2 separate regions of the Sus scrofa genome follow, and region 2 is linked to region 1. A link is a contact called in public HiChIP or PLAC-seq data. All regions are on one chromosome and are shown on one strand. Each heading gives the region's core, a stretch centred on a gene start, on an enhancer-like site or on the middle of the called end of the contact. The rest is flanking DNA. Distances are from core to core; before and after follow the strand shown. Region 1 overlaps LOC106509607 (a long non-coding RNA gene). Region 2 holds the start of PPARGC1B (peroxisome proliferator-activated receptor gamma coactivator 1-beta).

What was found. HiChIP or PLAC-seq counts read pairs in DNA pulled down with a chosen protein or histone mark.
Region 2: a contact with region 1 is called in an H3K27ac HiChIP or PLAC-seq map of alveolar macrophages. The contact joins the promoter of PPARGC1B here to the enhancer-like site in region 1. A contact is called at or near these places in 8 of 47 Hi-C or Micro-C datasets (alveolar macrophages, blood, embryonic fibroblasts and 4 more) and 2 of 2 datasets of contacts at active chromatin or transcription factors (alveolar macrophages and skeletal muscle).

The regions. Positions count from the first base shown.
Region 1 is chr2:150,746,844-150,752,341 of Sscrofa11.1, reverse strand. All of the region lies in intron 3 of LOC106509607 (a long non-coding RNA gene), which reads left to right. It also overlaps a transcript of ARHGEF37 not described here. Among named protein-coding and RNA genes, the nearest start is that of PPARGC1B, 74 kb to the left of the region's middle. Within about 2 kb of position 3,896, at least 15 of the 83 cell types and tissues checked have an H3K27ac peak or open chromatin away from gene starts, as enhancers often do. A contact at or near this core is called in alveolar macrophages and skeletal muscle, where this site is marked.
Region 2 is chr2:150,821,000-150,826,215 of Sscrofa11.1, reverse strand. It overlaps PPARGC1B (peroxisome proliferator-activated receptor gamma coactivator 1-beta), which reads right to left and starts at 2,878. Exons shown (of 11, transcript XR_002342022.1): 1 at 2,739-2,878. It overlaps MIR378-1 (microRNA 378-1), which reads right to left and starts at 351; the gene lies at 272-351.

The DNA.
Region 1 (5,498 bases), core at 2,647-5,146:
GACGGAACCGGATCAGCCAAGGCCCCGCTGGGAACAAACGCGCCGACTGTACAGGGGACGACTTGGAGAGCAGGCCTGCGTGCGGCCAGCCCCTCCACAGGGAGACGGATGTGGGTTTCAGCTTTGTTTGTTTGTTTGTTTGTTTGCTGCTATTGAAGAACAAAAAGAAGAGGAGCCGGTTTCTTTTCTCCTCCTTGACCGACCCATCCCTGCAAGAGGACAGGGTTTCTTTCTTTTCTTTTTTTCTTTTTCTTTTTTTTGCTCACGCTCACAGCATGGGGAAGATCCTGGGCCAGGGATTGAACCCAAAGCCACAGCAGCAACCCGGGCCACTGCAGTGACAACGCCGGATCCTTAACCCACCGTGCCACAAGGGCATTCCAAGGACAAGATTTCTGATTCATGGAGTCTTGAAAAGAAGCTGAAGGTGGAAGCAGTTCTCCCAAGATGGGAGAGGGTTTGGAAGACCTGAGGGGACCCCGAAGACAGGACACCCATTTTAATACAAAGCATCAACTGCCACACCAACGGGAGCTCCATCTCAGGCCATGTTAATAGAAGCAGGTCTTGTAGAAAGAGGGAGGTGATCTCCTTCCACCTCCTCTGGCCAGCCCTGGTCTACCGTGGGCAAACATTACCCCTTCCTATCAGTTATGCCGGGTTTTCTTCACCCTCAGCATCCCTGATCCGAGGAGCGGCTGATAAAGGCCCGTAGTTCTGGTCTTTCAAACTTCCGCAATTATGCAGAATTTACCCCTCTCCCCTGGTGAAAGTGGGCCTGGGGGATGAGTCCAGCTGCAGGTCAAGAATTCTACTTTATCAGCAGCTACAAAAGCATTAACCTGATCCCCGGGGGCGAAGTGTAGCTGGTTCGGCAGCTCCTGGAGTCGCCTGGCCTTAGGAGAGCCTGTGTCTCCCAGTGGCCTCAGAGATTGGGTGGCCCCTCGCAGGGTCTCCAAGGACCCGGCCGTGTGCTTACAGCCTGGTTTCCCACCCTCATCTCCCCTTTACACATGTACGATTCTGCCAAAAGGAGCACGGTCCAGCTTTTTCAAAAACACGTTATATTAGTTGGTGTTGTGTTTTTTGGTTGCAAGGGGCAGAATGCCAACGCAGACTGGGCTGACCAAGAAAGGAAAGTTTATTGGCTCATGTGACTGAGATGCACAGGGTTATCTGGCGTCAGGCCCGGCTGCATCCAGCAGCTTAGGGTCTCCGTATCTCAATCTCTTGGCTCAGTGCTAGCTTCATTCTCAGACCAGCTTTCCCCTAGGAAGTTGTGAAATGGTTGCTGAAAGCTCCAGACTCAAATCTGGAGCTCATCAACATCAGTAAAAATAGAATTCGCTGCCCCAAGAGCTTGAGCCCAAAGCTCGGGAATTAATGCCCAGAGAACAGATGGGATTGTTGTCCACCCCAAATCAGTTCTGCGCAAGAGGCACTGAGCACAGGGATGCCCAGGCGTGAGCCAGGTGGCCCAGGATGCAGGAGAAGAGGCCTCTCCAGAGGGGGGTACAGCGAGGGTTGGTCTGCCGGCAGCCGGGACTGGGGAGGGTGGCCTCTAAAGGACGCGGCAGATGCTCTGAACAGAGGCAGGGCCATCGAGCGACGGGCACGCAGCAGCCTGTGCCCACCGCCACGAGCATGCCTCTCTCCTCCCGGCAGCTGGGGCACTGGTATCGGGCCAGCAGAGAGCGGGGGCTGTAAAGCCCAGAAGAACGGCTCTGCGTGGGGAGGCTACCCTGCGTCTTCAGGACCGCGTGCCTGCTCTGTCTGGAAGGGGGACTGGAACACAGGGAACCACAGGAGGGTTTTGAAGTTTGAAAGCTGAGCTTCCTGCCAAGCTGATGACTAACAAAAAGAGAGGCGTCTCTGGAGCCTGTGTGCCGAAAAGGGGAGGGAACCCCGGGGCTGGGGGGGCATCGTGCGCAGACACCAGCCTGCACCCTCTCCACTCCGTCCTTTTTGAGGAGCCCTGTACGGCCCAGCTGTCCACTCGGCTGGGCCTCGCAGGTGAATCAAGACCGGTTCACACACATCCCGATGCCCCGCCCTGCTTGCCAACAACTGGACTGGGTCTGAACAGGCATGTGATTCTGCCAGTGACAGGCAAGGCCCTTCAGAACCAGTCTCCTCACCGACAAAAAGAAACACATACGGGGAATGCCTGTCGTGGCTCAGGGGAAACGAACCCAACTAGGATCCATGAGGGCGAGGGTTTGATCCCTGGCCTCCAAAAGCAGCTTGGGAATCCAGCGTTGCTGTGGCTCTGGTGTAGGCTGGCAGCTGTCGCTCCGATTCGACCCCTAGCCTGGGCACCTCCATATGCCAATGGGTGCGGCCCTAAAAAGAAAGAAAGAAGGAAGGAAGGAAACACATGGGCGTTCCCATCGTGGCACAGTGGAAGCGAATCCTACTAGGACCCATGAGGTTGCAGGTTCGATCCCTGGCCTCACTCAGTGGGTTAAGGATCTGGTGTGGCCGTGAGCTGTGGTATAGGTTGCAGATGTGGCTCGGATCCCGAGTTGCTCTGGCTGTGGTGTAGGGTGGCAGCTGTCACTCCGACTGGACCCCTAGCCTGGGAACCTCCATATGCCATGGGTACGGCCCTAAAAAGACAAATAAATAGACAGACAGACAGACAGACAGATAAAAACCCATAGGAAGAAACAGACCATCACCTTATTCTGGACATGTCATGTCTGGAAGGGCATCAGCTGTCTTGCAACCGAGAGGAGAGCTGGCCTGAAGGCCACTTGGAGCCTGAAGAGGACAGGGCAGAAAAGCGGAAAGAATCTGACCTTTGCTACGACACCGAGCCACTGAAGCAACCAGCCCTGGAACCAGCCTCCTTTGGACGGGGAGTGTCATGTGATAAACGTCCCCATTGCTCAGGCCAGTCACCCTGGAGTCCTCTCTTTGCGTGGCCTCCGCACACTAAGTGACCCCAACAGCCTTTGCTGGTTGAAAGGGTTTCCACCGAGAAAGGACACTTCCCTCGCGGGGGCTGGGGCTCGAGGCAAGCGGCGGGGCCACTCTGGGAAGTGCAGGATGCGCTTGGGAGACTCCTACGCGCTCCCTCACTTTCCAGCCCCGGAACACGCTCGCTCGCCTCTCTAGGCCTCGGGTCTTCACCTGCACAAGAGGAAGAGTGACCGGAACATCATCGGGTTGTCGTGAGGACTGAGGCCATGCACGGGTCGTGACATAAAACCACAATGGCCACACATGGAAGGTCCTCTCGTCTGTGCGTCATTGGACCAGGATCCCAACCAAGTCCAAACAATGACTGGCAAAGTGATGACACGTCTCAGAACTTCCTCAGAAGCTTCCTGAAAGCTTCAGGTTCCCGACGCCTTCCCTGGGGATCATGATCTGAGATGGGGACCTTTTCAGGTATAAGCTGCAGAAACCAACTCAAACTGGCTGAAGCAAAAGCGAATGACAATAATAGTGATAACGAAAATAAAAGGGCAGGAGTTCCCACTGCGGCTCAGGGGGTTAAGAACCCAACTAGTATCCATGCGGACGCGGGTTTGATCCCTGGCCCCGCTCAGTGGGTTAAGGATCCGGCGTTGCCACAAGCTGCCATGCAGGTCTCAGATACAGCTCGGATCTGGTGTGGCTCTGGCTGTGGCTCCGATTTGGCCCCTGGCCTGGGAACTGACATGGGCCACAGGTATGGCCCTTAAAAAAAGACAAAAGAGAGAGAGAGAGAACTAAGAAAAATAAAAGAGTAATTTGTTGGCTCCTGCATTTGAAGAGCCCAGAGGAGAGAATTTCAAACGTGGCTGGACCTAAGTGCTGCCCATCTGTCACGAGTCTGCTCGCTCCCCTGCTCTCCCTCTGTCTCATCCCCTCTCGTGATTGGCCTCTGTGTTGGTTTCATTCTTAGTCAGCCTCTCCAAGCTGACAGCGACCAGCCTACGGCCTCCGAAAACGAGAGCATCTCTTGCTCTGCCCAAGTCCTGGGGCTGCCGCTCCAGCCTGGCCTTGACCCCTGGGCTGAGCCCCCTGAGACTGGCCCAGCAGGGGAACTCGCCCACCCCCGGAGACCACCCCAAACTACAGGGGGCTTGTGTGGGCAGTGACAGCTCCCTGAGGTAACAGGGGTGCTTCTCGGAAGAAGAAGAAATGGGTGCTGAGCAGACAAACCCACCACAGGCGTCGGAATCTGTCCTTTTGACCAAGTCGCCGGTTGAATGTGCAGCACAGGCCGTCTGGGAAGGACCGCTGGACAACGCCTGGTTTAGGACTCCCTAGAGTCATGGCCTTCCCTTCTTCCTAGGAAATGCTAAACATGAGCAAATAAATAAAACGGATCCCCAAACAGCGCCATCCTGGTGGAAGGAGGGGTCTGGGGGCCTCCCATCACCCCCCAGGCAGCCCCTAAGGCCCCCGGGGGCTCCCGTGAGCACCCCGACTTCCTCGCTCCCCGTGGTCTCTTGTGCTCTGATTCTCCAGCCCTGCGTCTGGTGCAGTGGAGGGGAGGGGTCTCCGGGGTCTCCCCTAATGCCGTCCTCGCTGCCCCCCTCCCATGCGTCCGCCGCCAGCGCCAGAGGAGTAAACAGGGACAGGAGGGGCCGGCGGCTGACTTAGAAGCTGCGTCACACATGCCACATCGGATGCTTCTAGCTTTGAAAGCCCATCCTGGCCTGAGGCCAGAAGGCTCGTGGGCTCTGCGGCGCTGGGCCCTGGGGCGGCGTGGGCGCTGCTGACCCGCCTGTCTGCCGTGACGGAGCGAGGCCGACAGCGTGGCCTCGGTGGAGGCCGCGGAGGTGCTGCGGGGACACTGGCTGGGGAGACGCGGCAGAGGATGAAGTCAATTTCACACTTTATTAGTCAGGCTGGGGCCAGCGGAGGCCGCCCTGAAACTGGGCTGAGGCCCCAACCCCCTCCTCCCTTCGCCGGCAAGAAAGGCCTTTCTTGCCTGAAACTCTTCTTCTTGAAGGAGCAGGCTTCTTTTTTTCTACTCAACCCCCCCTCGGCATTCACGCGAGGAGCTGGAATCCCTTTTATTCTGTAAGAGGCCCAAGCTGAGGGGTGAACCAATCCTGCGTGTGCGTGGGGAGGGCGGAGGTGTTGAACTGCGATTTTTTTTTTTTGTCTTTTTGTCTTTTTGTCTTTTCTAGGGCTGCTCCCGCGGCATATGGAGCTTCTCAGGCTAGGGGTCGAATCGGAGCTGTAGCCACCAGCCTACGCCAAAGCCACAGCAACGCGGGATCCGAGCCACATCTGCGACCCACACCACAGCTCACGGCAACGCTGGGTCCTTAACCCATTGAGTGAGGCCAGGGACCGAACCCGCACCCTCATGGTTCCTAGTTGGATTCGTTAACTGCTGCGCCACGACGGGAACTCCTGAACCGTGGCGTTTATTAGTGCGCATACTCACCCACCCTCCACTGAACAAATGTGCACGGAGAGCCTACTGTGTGCCAGCCACCTGAGCCTGGTGCTCGGGGCAAGAAAACATCACGTCTTCGGGAACCTCCTTC
Region 2 (5,216 bases), core at 1,629-4,128, 75 kb before region 1:
GGGGAGAAAGCTGATCAACGACCTTTTTCCTCACTCTTCCCACCCCTTCCCGAGGGGGAGATGGGGGGCGAGGGTCAAGGAGGGGCTGGGGAGGGGGGGGAGAAGTGGCAGCAACAACCGGACATCCCGCATGCAAACAGAGCTCACCCCCAGCGGCCACGGGCTCCGACTGCGGGCGCCACCAGCCCCATTTGACAGATGGCGGAAGGGAGGCTGGGAGAGTCCAAAGGGCTGGCTCCGGGGTCACCCAGCCAGAGAGCGGCGAAGGCGACTCCACGCAGGCCTTCTGACTCCAAGTCCAGTGCTATTTCCAGGCAACACACAGGACCTGGAGTCAGGAGCCCTGGGTGGCTCTGTCACCCACTGGCTGCGTGGTCCTGTACCGGCCGCGGGGCTCTCACAGCCTCTCTCCCCAGCTGTAAAATGAGCAGGCCCGCGATGGCCCGCCCAGGTCCCCTTCCGCCGGCTGGCTGAGCCTTCTAGGGGCGGCGGCAAAGCTCCCCTCTCAGTTACATTTCCCAAGTTGGGCCGGCAAGGATCACCGAAGCGCCGCGGCCCGTCACGTGGTTACATAAAAAAAGCCAACGTCCCAGATTAACTTTCACTGCACCGCTTCTGCCGCTACCTCATTACCCAATTTTCCAGGTTCCTTGGGTGAGAGATCCCTGCTGGGTAGGCCCGCCGGGCGGCTGAGAGGGCCAGTGATGAAGTACTGGTGAGCCAAAGAACACCGAGGATGGAGTGCGAACCGGGGGTCGGGGCCAAAGCGGACAAGTGTTTGCTATGGGGCTCCGGACTCTTCCAAGTCTCCTTCACCGGCGTCTTGGCTGAGAGGTTTGGAGTCACCCACCCAGACCAGCCCGAGGGCCGAGGACAGAACGGTCCCAGCGGCAACGGTGCCCCGGCCCCCGCCTGCCGGCTGGGGGGCTGCGGGGGCGGGGCGGTGCCGGGGCTGGGCACCGCCTTGGGCGCTGACACGGCCGCGGGGCGAGCCACGGCCCCGGTGCCCGCCGCGGGAGCTCCACCGCAGTTTCGTCAGAGGTAAAGGTACGCGCCCGGCGCGCGCCGCGTGTGCACACAAACACAGCCTCGCGCGCGCGGACCGCGCATCGCCCTCTCCCGCCGGCCTGGCCGAGCGCGATCACACGCCCCCGGCGCCCTCGGCCCCTGCCCGGAACCCACCCGAGCGCGCCGCCACCGACCACGAGGCCCCGCGGCTCCCTGACGCATGGACGTCCGCAGCGGGCACGGGCTGGCCTCCTCCCGCGCGTGGCGGGCTTCCTCCCGGCGACAGCCCGCCGTGCCGCGCCGTCCCATCAGCCAGCGGGGACTCGCCCGCCGGCGTCCGCCCAGAGCGGAACGTCTCGGCTGCGGCATCCCCTCGGAGCGCGTCTCGCCGCCCGGAGTCAGCGCGCAAGCCTCTCCCCGCCCACCGGGTCCCATGACAGCTGCTGCCGCCCAAAGACAGGCGGATTCTAACAAGAAGCAAAGTTTCTCCCTCCCGCTCTCCCCTCCCACTCGCCCGCCCCCCGCCTCCCCCTCCCTCCCAGTGTTATGCAAAGCAAGCCGGCACCGGCGCTCCGGCCCCAGGTACCAAACCGGCCCTCGCGAGCCGCGCCCGGTTGCGCCCGGCGGCCCCTCTCGGCGCTCGGGCGTGCGCCCGCATCCGGGGTCTCCCGCTCGGCTCCGCCGCGTCCCCCGCCGCCCGGCTGCCCGCAGCGGGGCGCCCGCGCGGAAAGCCCTAACTATGGGGCCAAACTTTAAGCTCGCAACAGGCAGGGGTGGGGGACAGCGGGGAAGGGGCGGGGGGCGCGCACGCCCCGCGCAGGCATGTTCGGTGCCGCGGGGGGCAGCAGCACCCCCCCGCCCGCGTCTCCACGTCCCCGGCTTCCTCGCTCCCCCCTCCCGGCACACCAAAGCACCCTCTCCTGTCACGCGCGTGTCGCCGGTGGGGCTCCCAGGCGCAGCCGGAGCCCGGGACGCCGCCTCGCCTTCCCTTCCCCCCCGCACCGCCGAGCGCGCACCGGGGCCGCGCGCTGCAGGGGGACCCAGGCGCCCCCACACCGTCCTCCGCCCCCATCCCGCCGCGCTCTGGCCCCCGGAGGCTCCGCCGAGTAGCGAAAGCAGGAAGGTGCTATCCCCGCCCGCACGTCCACGTGCCCCACAGACCCCCTACGCCCTCAGCGGGCAACTGGCAGGAAACTCCGCGCTGCGGCCGCTTTGGGGAGCCTCGGGGGGGCAGCAGCAGAACGCGGGGTATCGGAGACTGGGGAGGGGGGTCAGGGGACTCCGGGGACCGGGGCAGGCGCCTGTGCCCGGGCCACAAGTCCACGTGAAAGTACGGCGGCAAGTGCCGAGAGCCTGAGGGCGCGCCTCCCGCACCCAGAGCCAGCCTGAGGGTCCCGCACACCTTGGCGCGGCTCCACCTCCCAAAGAAGCGTGCAAACACCCCCCCCTCCTCCAGCACGGCCGGGGCGGGGGGGGGCCGGACGCCCAGCAACCAAGGCTAGACCCTCCCCAGCAGCCGTGGCGCCCCCAAGGCTCCCGCCTGCTCGGCGGCCCCCCAGCTCCCCGTGACCCTCACGAAGCGCATCGCGGGGTGCGCCGAACAGGGCTTCTGCACCCCGGAGCCCCGGCCCCCCAGTGCGCCCACCGCTGCCGCCGGCCTCTGCGGCTGCGGCAGCAGCCCCCGCGGCTCAGCCCCGCTGGCCTCGGGCCCGCGGCCCCGCCGGCCGTACCTGCGCGTCGGCGAGATAGTTGAGGAAGAAGGAGGAGAGCTCTTCGTCCAGGAGCGCGCCGCAGTCGTTCCCCGCCATCTTCCAGCCGCGGCTGCAGCGTGCGGCGGAGTCAGCGCCGAGCCGGCCGCGGGGGTGGGGGGGCGGGCGCGAGCGGCCGAGGGAGGCGGGCGGAGCGAGCGCGGCCGGCGGGAGGGGGCGGAGCCAGGCCGCGGCTGCCGCAGGGCCGCTGGCGGCGGGGGCGGGGCCGCGCGCGGAGGGCGCCCGCGGGGGTCTCGCCCCCCCTCCCCGCCCCGGCGCGGCGCTGCGCCGCGGCCGGCGCCGCGATCCGCTCCCGCGGGCCCCGGCCCGGGAGGAAGGCGCCGGCAGCCGGGCGGCTGTGCCCCAGCCGGCGGCCTGCCGCCTGCGCAGCAATGCGGGCGGCCCAGCGCTCCGGCCGGAGCGAATCACGTTGCGTTAGCGCTGGGCGGGTCCGGAGCCAACCTGCTTCTGCTCGGCTGGGAAAACTGAGGCCCGAGAAGGCAGAGGACTTTGCAGCCTCGGTGTGTTGCAGATTGCAGGGCAGACAGGCAAAGCCCCGGTCTGACGGCCCCGGAGGCTTGAGTTTGCCCAGCAGGGCTGCCGGCCAGAAAGGGAGGAACACCCTAGGGCCAAGGCGGAGAAATCAGGGAAGGCTCCTCGGAGGTGGTGGCTTTTGAAAACTCTTTCCATGGGAGATACGCTGACCAATATTCTAAATGTAACCATCTCTGGCTCTCAAGGCTCCTCTCATTCCCTAGTCCTCCCCTTCCCCCTCAAAAACACCCCCAAAACTTCACTGACTTCTCTAACCATGGCCCACAATGCCTTGAAGCAGCCAAACTGCCTGCTTCCCCAGGCCCACTGGCCTCCTCCCTGGTTGAACCATCTCACAAGCGGCCTCCACACCCTGAGTGGTAGCCCACATCTGCCCTGCGTCCTTCCCCACTGCCCCGCAGACTGTCGGCCATTGCCTCTCCCCTACTCCCACCGGGCTCCCTTACACCTGCAGGCCTTTTTTTTTTTTTTTTTTTTTCCTTTCCTAATTTCTAATAATTCCTTCTTTTTTTTTTTTTTTTTTCCTTTGGCTACCCCAGCATATGGAGTTCCCAGGCCAGGGATCAGATCTAAGCCTCAGTCGTGACCTGCGGCAACGCTGGACCCCTTCACCCACTGGGTTCGATCCCGCATCCTGACACTACAGAGACACCTCTGATTCTGTTGCACCCCAGCGGGAACTCCAGATCTGCAGGCCTTTAAAACATTGGTAACGGTGGCATTTTACATTAGTGTCAGCAAAGATTTAATCTTCACTACTAAACTTCCTACTACACTCGAAGACCCATGAAAGCAAGGCCTGAACCTGCTTTTGCGCATGCTGTGTCTCCAGTGCCTGGCACATAGTAGGTGCTTAATAAAGAAGGTGTTAACTAAAAATTCCAGAGGATTTTGATCTACCTGCTGTTACCACCACCACACACAGTATAGATAAGGAAACGGCCCAGGGTCAACACTGTACCAGGAGTGAGTGCCAGAGCCAGGACCAGAACTCAGACCTCCTGACGCCAACCTTGAACTCTCATTGTTATGCCTCGCTGTTTGCCAGGCAGGAGATGAGGGCACCGCCTGGGTAAAGGCAGGAAGGCGGGAAGATTTCGGCCTGTTTTATTGGGCCCTCCTGCCTCCTGCACACACAGGGCTGCCCCACCCTGCCTGCCCTGCCTGGGCTCCCTCCCAGCCAGAGGAGGAAGCAGGGAGCGTCCCGAGAGAACACCTGCTCAGACTTGAACACCCCATCGAGAGCTTCCTTCTTCTCCAGCCTGAGGTTCCCAGAACCGGCAGGGTGTAATTTCAGTCTTTGGGCTTCAGACGAGGGTGCCTTAAAGGAACAAGGCATCCCAAGGGAGCACCTCCACATAGCCTCGGAGCAATGACCTGGGAGTCGGCAGCCCTGGGTTCTGGCCAGTCTAGCACATCCATTCCAATATTGGGCAACCCAGGGAGGTAAGAGCCCGGGCGCTGCAGCCAGACGGCCCGGCTGCGAACACCTGCAAGGTGTATCCTCACGTAGGCTCAGGCCTCGTTTGCTCATCTACACAGATGCGGATGGCAGATCACTCACACCACAGGGATGCCTGGGTGATGGAGGAGGCGGTACCCGTCAGGTGTGTACCTGACTCCATCAGGAAAAGGCGGGCCTTTCTGGTCCCCTGGCTCCCCATCTGTAAAAACAGGGATCAAATATATGTCCCCTGAATACAACATGGGCCAAGGCCAATGTCCCTTCACTTTCTTCCAGGGCTTCGAGGCTGCCGACCACCTTGAACTCTGACGGATGCTCGCAGGCTTCGTGCCCTCGGGCCTCTCTGCGGCTGTTTCCTCCACGCAGGGGTCTTGAGAGGGGACTGCAGGAAGCAATGCCTGTGAAACCAACTGCTTGGCGCAGAGAAGTCCTGAGTCTCA